3 separate regions of the Sus scrofa genome follow, and all the other regions are linked to region 1. Evidence: chromatin contacts called from public Hi-C data. All regions are on one chromosome and are shown on one strand. The core of a region is the stretch at or near the end of the contact, and the rest is flanking DNA. Distances in the headings are between cores, read along the strand shown.

Evidence for each region. Hi-C and Micro-C count contacts between places; a contact is called where the count stands out from the background.
Region 2: a contact with region 1 is called in a Hi-C map of skeletal muscle, with 3 times the contacts expected there. The contact joins the promoter of C1H15orf65 here to the promoter of PIGB in region 1. A contact is called at or near these places in 2 of 5 promoter capture datasets (fetal liver and liver), 8 of 47 Hi-C or Micro-C datasets (blood, heart right ventricle, liver and 2 more) and 1 of 2 datasets of contacts at active chromatin or transcription factors (alveolar macrophages).
Region 3: a Hi-C map of liver shows a contact between it and region 1, with 4 times the contacts expected there. The contact joins the promoter of RSL24D1 here to the promoter of PIGB in region 1. A contact is called at or near these places in 16 of 47 Hi-C or Micro-C datasets (alveolar macrophages, blood, fetal liver and 9 more) and 1 of 2 datasets of contacts at active chromatin or transcription factors (alveolar macrophages).

Annotation. Positions count from the first base shown.
Region 1 is chr1:116,518,367-116,521,066 of Sscrofa11.1, forward strand. PIGB (GPI mannosyltransferase 3) reads right to left here and starts at 1,307. Exons shown (of 12, transcript XM_013992970.2): 1 at 1,148-1,307. The coding sequence starts at 1,271. PIGBOS1 (protein PIGBOS1) reads left to right here and starts at 1,468. Exons shown (of 2, transcript XM_021094994.1): 1 at 1,468-1,681.
Region 2 is chr1:116,447,511-116,450,210 of Sscrofa11.1, forward strand. C1H15orf65 reads right to left here and starts at 1,377. Exons shown (of 3, transcript XR_001302177.2): 1 at 1,097-1,377. It overlaps CCPG1 (cell cycle progression 1), which reads left to right and starts at 1,581. Exons shown (of 9, transcript NM_001243301.1): 1 at 1,581-1,672.
Region 3 is chr1:116,611,034-116,613,733 of Sscrofa11.1, forward strand. RSL24D1 (probable ribosome biogenesis protein RLP24) reads left to right here and starts at 1,302. Exons shown (of 6, transcript XM_003480359.4): 1 at 1,302-1,437. The coding sequence starts at 1,357.

The DNA of each region.
Region 1 (2,700 bases), core at 57-2,556:
GAAGATCAGATTTTTAATTAACATCAGTATTGCAGCCTGTCTTTAAGATCTGGCAACACAGAGCTCAACTGGGAACAATGGGCTGGTCCTGAAATGTAGAGTGCTTTGAGTTACTTGCCTGTTGGGCCTCCTGAAGACTTGAGTTTGCAACCTGCCTCTGATCCACTGGGAGTCTCTGCTTTCAATCTGGGTTCCCGCCACTCTCCTTCCTTATTCCCCAGGAACACCTTTAAAATGTTTCCCAGACAACTGGTACACTCAACACCACATACACGCCCCTTCTGAACTTTCATCTTCCAGAAACAAATTTCCCAATTGGACTGTGTCTGTTGTCAAAAAAGCTTGTTGTTCTTTCCTTCCTTCCTCTTACTCTGCAGACTCAAGCAGAAGAAACTATACTCAGAACTGACCCTTGAATATCTGACCTTGGATACCTACAAGTTCAACTGTACCGGTGGTTCCTTACCGTCGTTACTACCCTCTACCCTGACAGGACACGGTTGCTTTCTAACAAAGGGTGTGTTAGGGAAACGAAAGGAGCGAGCTTCGGCCCAGTTGCCTCTCCTCCCCCCGCCCCCCATCACAATTCTCTCTCCCTTCCTCACTTTTTCATTGAGCGAAGCGATTCTCCACTTTCAGGGTCTCAGGTTTTCAGAGGTTGAACCAGGCTCTCTTTTCATACCGCTTCTACCGAGCTTGGCACATAACAGGCTCTCAATAAATTCTGAATGAATTAGGAGTCCTTCTTTACATTAAACACCCTCTCCGACAGATCAAAATCGGACTTGCTGGGGTAATTTTTCTTCTGTCAACATTACATCAGGGCCAAAGAGAAGGCGTAGGGGGTGGGAAGAAGTGCGGCAGGGGTCAGACCTGATCCCACTCCAGGAATCCGCCTCACCTAACTACGAAAACGTTGGGTAATTCTGGGCCTGGTGCCCCCCTTTTCTTTGAAATGGCGATGGCCGCATCATGCATATTCACTTCACGCGGCTGCGGAGAGGATGGCATAAAATAATGCAGAACGCAATGCCATGCAAGCGTCTGGGTTCGAGACTCCTGCCTCGAGAGCAATGAGATTTCTTGCTCAGAGTCTGCGATTTCCCGCCACCGCTACTCCTCTCGGCGTCCACACCCCCTCACTCACCTCGGCAGCTCCCGGTGCGTTCCTGGGGGCTGAGGTACAAGGTCGACTTTCTTTTCCGAAGCTTTATCTTCCCGTGGGAGCGGTTCTGGAAACCGCGGAAAAAGAGGCCGCCTTCTCGCTCCATCCTGCATCTGCTCAGAGGTCCGCTGGGGACCGCCCGCAGTCGCGATCTCCGGCAGTGGGTGGCTTAAGTGGTGTGCGTTGCTCTTCCGCCCACTAAGTTTGGCCTCTGCGAGCAGCCTTCGCTCACAGCCGCGGAGGTAGTCGGGAAAAAGCAACTTCGTCACGCCCACCCCCGAAGGGTCTCCGTCGCCTGGTGCTGCAGGTTTGGTGTGCACCTACACGGTTCGGTTTGTCCGGGGCCTCCCCTGCGCTTTCCTTTCCGCATTTCCTTCTCGAGGGATTGTTGCTCTCCTTTGGCTTCGTGATCTCTGCGCCAGAGGTCCGGAAACTGCTGGAACGAGCCGGATCTCACCTCTTCAGGGACAGGCGAGAGGCGGCGCGGAGCCAGACCGGAACGATTGGAGGTGTCTGGTAATGATAATAGTAGTAAAAGTCACAAACCTAAATGTTGGGGTAACACTGCACCATTTGGGTGATCTCACAATAATGTAGGCAGGGTGGGGGTAATTAAGCATCTTGTAAAGATGTGGAAAATGAAGCCCTAAAAGCTTAAAGGGCTTGGTCAGGGTCACTTCGCGAACTAGTGACAGAAAGGAAACCTTCCCGCTTCCAGCTCTATTTCCTAGGAGCTGACTTGGTAATGTCTCCTTTTCTTATACTTAGCAGCCTTTGGGGGAAAGCATGTTGGTGAAGGTGTCATTAGTTTTTTGGATTTTTTTTTTGTTTGTTTTTTGTTTTTTGTTTTTTTTAATGGTGGCACCTTGGCTTAGGGCTTATGAAAGTTCCTGACCAGGGAGCCTGTGACCTACGCTGAATTCTTTAACCGACTGCACTGGGCAGGGATCGAACCCAAATCTACGCAGCTACCCTGGCTCTTGCAGTTGGATTTTCAATCCACTGTGCCATGGCAGGAACTCAAGTTGCTGCTTGTTAATGTAGAGTCCAGGAGAGAAAGCAGGCATTTCTTTCTCAGGTTAAATTATAATTTTAGGGAGTTCTCGTCGTGGCTCAGCGGTGAGTATCCTGACTAGTATCCTTGAGGACGAGGGTTGTATCCCTGGCCTGGCTCAGTGGGTTAAGGATCCTGTGTTGCCACAAGCTGTGGCGTAGGTCGCAAACGCAGCTCTGATCTGGCGTTGCCGTAGCTGCAGACAAGCAGTTGCAGCTCCATTTCCACCCCAGCCTGGGAACTTCCATATGGGGGGTGCGATCCTAAAAAGACTACCCCCCATTACAATTTTAGCGATATATTGAGGGCAGGCTAGTTTTTAGTACCAATTCTGCAGCTCTTGATTTTCATGGGGGTGGGGGTGTATGCTGGTTTAGAAGGCTGTGAGGCTGTGAAATATAGTAAAGAAAAAAATGTAAATTCTTTGCTTTCCTTATTCATAAAATCTACCTAGTGTCTCCTGAAACTATAGAACTTCTCA
Region 2 (2,700 bases), core at 127-2,626, 71 kb before region 1:
ACTTCAGCTTTCTTACTTGGGTTTCACTCTCTTCAAATCTCTTATTCTTAAAATGTATTCAAAACAGATACAGTTAAAAGCAAAACAGTCTAATGCACAGAATAATAAAAAGATTATTTTAAATTCTTGGAGTTCCCGTCGTGGCGCAGTGGTTAACGAATCTGACTAGGAACCATGAGGTTGAGGGTTCGATCCCTGCCCTTGTTCAGTGGGTTAACGATCCGGCGTTGCCGTGAGCTGTGGTGTAGGTTGCAGACGCGGCTCGGATCCCGCATTGCTGGCGTAGGCTGGCAGCTACAGCTCCGATTCGACCCCTAGCCTGGGAACCTTCATATGCTGTGGGAACGGCCCAAGAAATGGCAAAAAGACAAAATAAATAAAAACTAAAAAATTAAATTCTCTGCTAGCCTACATATTAGGTCGGCAACTATTACTTAAGGATAAGAAGGTTACTTAAAATTATAAATGAATCTTTTAAAATTAAGTCTTAAAATTAGACCATGAAAGTGCCTTGAAAAGAATGAAAATATACTTTGATCTTTCAGTCTTTTGTATATAGATAAAAGCAAGCCACTGAAATACAAATGCCCATTACAGAAACTGTAATTATAAAATCCGGTGTTGTCACAGGTGATGTCAACTATAGTGACTCGAAAAGCAAAAAACCCCCTAAGAGTATAATTTTGAGGCACCCTTTTGTTTCTCCTCAAGCCCACCATCCTCCTTGTTAATGTTTTTCTTAATCTTTTTTTGGCCACAAATAGGGGACAGAGAATTTACTGCCTTAACTTACTGTTTCCAGCAACATTGAGTATAAGTTTTGAACAAGGCACAATGTAAATAAATGTAAGTTTTAAAACACTGTATTTTTCTTGTTCAAAACCATCTCCAGTTCGCGAACGGGTACAAATCGCATACCATCTCCAATCTTTGTACTTTCAGAGGCAATTCTGGCTTAATGCAATGTATCTGTGTGGCCCAGTGGTTGCCTAGAAAGGTGGCTTTTCTGGGGGTAGAGGTGGGTGGGAGTGCAGGGTGCCCCAAATTTATAGTAACGACAACAGTCAAAAACATCCAGCCCTCGGCCCCAACCCACCCAGTCGCACTCGGTCATTCTTGGTATCTTCTTTATTTTCTCGGCAAACGCAGTCTTTTCCTGCAGCAGATGGCGAGAAAGCCAGCGAGCGCAGAGGGCACGCGGCCCTTCCACTACGCCCAATTAAAGCAGCAAAGAGAAGGCGAGCCGTCGGCTGGACCAATACGTGAAAACGAATCCTCTTAATCCCGGGACCTGTCCTCCTGGGTGGAATCCTTTCGTGTGGTTGTAGAAGCCCGTCTCCATAGTGACCGGCCACTGCTCCTCTCCAGTGCCGGGGCCCGGATGTTGTGAGGATCACTACCTCGGGGCCCAGCTTCCTGCAGCCTCGCCGCGGCCGGCTGCGCTTCCCTTCGGGAGTCGTAGTTCTTTCCTCCGCCACCTACCGTTATGAGGTTCGGGAGGGACTACGAGTCCCGGCATGCGCCACGGCGCCCCGCCAGCCACCGCCTCCTGGCTGCGGACGCTTGGGAGCAGGTTGTTGTTTTTATGAGAGGCGTCACTGCTCTGGGAGCTGTGACTGCCGCCACCACGACAACCAGCGCCGTCCCGCGGGGGGTGGCGCTGCTCCTTCAGGTACGGCCCTGGGCGGGTTTGGACACCGGGAGGGGAGTCGGGCCGACTGTCGGGGTCTTGGCCAGCACCCGTGGTTCATCCGCCTGGCGGAGGCAGTCGTGGGGTCTCGCTGAGGCAAGTTCTTGACCCTAGGTGTTTAGCGTTTGCGGCTGCCGGGGTGGCCTCTTTCGCACGCGAGTCTGCAGCCTCCGCGGCAGAGCTGATCCCCGAGGCGTCTGTTGCGGTGGTCCTGCAGCCTTGAATCTCTCCGTGCAGACGCGAGCAGTGCGCGGGGGTGTGGGGGAGCTGACGGCCGGGGGATGCACCCGCCTTCCGTCCCTGGGCTGGCTTAAGGCGCTTCTTGGTCCTGATTGATGAGAGTCCATATGGTGAGATGTTATGTGCGTCACCCTGCCGGCTTTTCAACCGGCCCATCTTTTTTGGTGACGTTTGAGTCCCGTGATACCAGGATACAGAAAGATTAAATAATGTATTTGAGATTTCTGTTTGTGCGCCAGGCTAATAATGGTCAAATACCTCTGCCTATCCTATTTCCCCCCCACGGATCACTTTTAGTGTGGACCTTCCTAATCGTTAAGTCCTCCGTAACAGTAGTCCGCACAGTGCTTTGTACGAATTACATTTTTATCTTTGTTTAAGGAACCCAACTTTTTGCCATTGGGAGCGCCAGTTTTAACGAACTCGGCCAATTAGGTACTTTGTTGAATGAGTGAAATTTGCACTACTTAATTGTAGCTTTATTTAAAAAAAAAAAAAAAAGACAGTGGAGCTTTCTTGCAGCTAGAATAGGTAGTTATTTTAGTACTGCGAATTTTAGATTTGTCTCCTCCAGTAAGGTCACATCTACTGGATAGTACTGGAAACGTCATATTAGCGCATCATATCTTTGGCTTAAGGTTTGAATCTTATTAAGCCTCACATTTCTCAGGGGGATATTTATCACACTTTGGAAGCTGGTGTGAATGGTTTATTATTCCCTGAGCTACAGTCGTAAGGGGGAAGGTAAAGGAAATCCAGGGTATTATTTT
Region 3 (2,700 bases), core at 52-2,551, 93 kb after region 1:
AACTGTAAAGGACACAAACAGGCAATTTGTGGAGGAAAAATTTTCACACATTTGTGAAGACTCCTAGGCCCATTCATAAATAAATGCAAGTTAGTAATGAAAAAATATTTAACATCAGATTGGCGAAGATCACCTTTGACAAAAACTTGATTAATTATCGTTCTTATTCATTGTTGTTAAGTGTTAATTGGTATAATGTTTTGGAAGGCATTTAATCTTATTTACCAAATTTTAAAAGTGCACAGAGGCCCAGCAGCTGTATACAGATAAACTCTTGAAAATAAGGATGCTTATTAGGTCAAAAAATAGGAAACAAATATCCTTCCATAGGTAACCATTTAAAATTACACTCTCCTGCAGTTGCATATATGTAACTATGGAAAACAATGTTTAGTATTCATTGATAACAAAACGTGTACTGAATGCTTAATTATATGCCAGGAACTGTTAATAGGATTGGGAAGAATAGTGATAAACAAAAGGACAAAAGTCCCTGGGGTCATCGAGCTCACACTCCATTGAAGGGAGGCAGATTACAGCAAGATGAAGAAGACAGTGAACATGATGCTCATTAAAGTTATAAAGAAGAGGGAGTGGAGATACGCACACACAAAAGAACATGTTTGTCTATGCACATAAAACCTCTGCTAGGTGATAAAAGGAAGTGATTGCTACTGGAAAAGACTAGAGGTCTGGGGAGAGAACCTTCGTTTCCTGTGGAATTTTTTTTTTTTTTAATATCTGTATCTATCTCTCTCTATATCTATATATATATTAAAAGGCGGTGGGGAGTTAGGGTGGTGAACACAGCTATGAGTCTTTAAAACATTGCTGGTGAGGTCCTTTGAGCCTGGTCAATTGCTTCGGTTGCAGCGGCGGCTGCAAGTGCCCGCCGCGGACACTAGGCAAGTCCGCTTGGGACCGGAATAAGGGTCGGGGCTCGCGCCGGCCGTGGACAAAGGGATTTCTAGACAAGTGTGGAGAGCCGTCTGGCGAAAGCACGAACCGGAGACAAAATTACATGAGTAAAAGGTGACATTATACGACCCGGTAAGTCCAAAAACTAAACACTAAACGAGCCAGTTCAGACGTCTGCACAGAACTACGCCACACCTTCCCAGAGAGGTCAGCCGCTCAGACTCTGTCTCCTGCGCCTGCGCCAAAAGGCAGCGCTTTTGCGGGCGCAGCCGCGAGGAGGCGCAGTCACATTCGGATCACTTTCCGGGGGCCGGCAAGAGCGAAGGACCATTGCCACTTCCGGGTGGAGACCTGAAAAGGGAGTCACTTCCTGTGACGGGGCTACGTCACTTCCTTCAACCTCGGCGTTTGCCGGGCGGGTTCCCACGCGCGTTCAGCATGAGGATTGAGAAGTGTTATTTCTGTTCGGGGCCTATCTACCCAGGCCATGGCATGATGTTCGTCCGTAACGATTGCAAGGTGAGGCGGCCAGGAGCCTCGCGCGCCGCACTGCGCTCCCGCGGGCCTCTCGGCTTGGGGTTTCTCTGCGCTTGCGGGCTTTGGCCCGGGGTTTCCGCGCGTGAGGGTGGTTTCGCTAGGGGCTCAGACCTTGATCTCCCACTTGGGGAGTTTCTTGTCTGCGTCCCGACCACAGCTGGTTACTAGGCCGTCCTTGAATGAAGCGGGCCGCGATGAGGCTCAGGAGCGATCCCAGCAAGCCCCGACTGGGAAGCCGGCGGTCTTTTTGCCCACTCTTGTACAGGGGCCAAGGTCTTAACTTTGTTGAAAGCATGCCCTGTCAAGCGTCATTGTCGAGGCCCCTTTATATATAAATAAATAAGACCCGGGTCGGCCATAGGGTCTTATGATAGAAATGTTGCATATGGCTTAATAGTAATGTGTTATGAAGCTACTGGAGGTGAGTTGGGGAGTAGTTGGTATGTGAAAAGGTATAGAAAGGAGGTAACATTTATCCTGAATCTTGAATTTTGCTTAAGAACGTGAAAAGAAGGCATTCTAGGTGGGAGGAAAACGGACCGTTTGACCAAGGGTACAGAGTGCAGCAGTTACGTCTCTGTTTAAGCCGGTGACGGATTGCAGGTGGTGATAGAGGCTAGGGATAGGGCTTTAAATACAAATATAAATCTATAAAAAAGGTACCTGTGTAAACATAAAATATAAACATATAGACGTTTCTTGACTTTCGATGGGGTTGCTTCTCAGTACCCATTTTAGGTTGCAAACGTGAAAACCTAACCTACTGAATATCATGTTTAACCTGGCCTTCCTTAAACGTGCTCAGAACACGTACGTTAGCCTACAGTAGGGCAAAATCATCTAACACAAAACCTGTTTTATAATAAAGTGTTGAATATCTCATGTAACTTATTAAATACTGTACTGAAATTGAAAAACAGAATGATTGTGTGTATTCACCCTCGTAGTCTTGTGGCTGACTGGGAGCTTTGACTAGCTGTTGGGCATCTGGAGAGAGTTGTACTGGGTTTTGCTAGTGGGGAAAGATCAAAATTTGAAGTCTGGTTTCCACTGAATGTGTATGGCGTTTGTACCATGGGAAAGATGAACCCTTGTTAAGTTGAGGCCTGTTTGTATGAGGCTACATTGTGAAAGACTTCGGGAGTGATACCTGACTGCCTTTTCTTAACAGAATGAGTCTCATTCCTCTGTTTCTTAAATTTGATTCTGAATCACTGGAGAGTTGTAGAATGTTGATTTCTACCA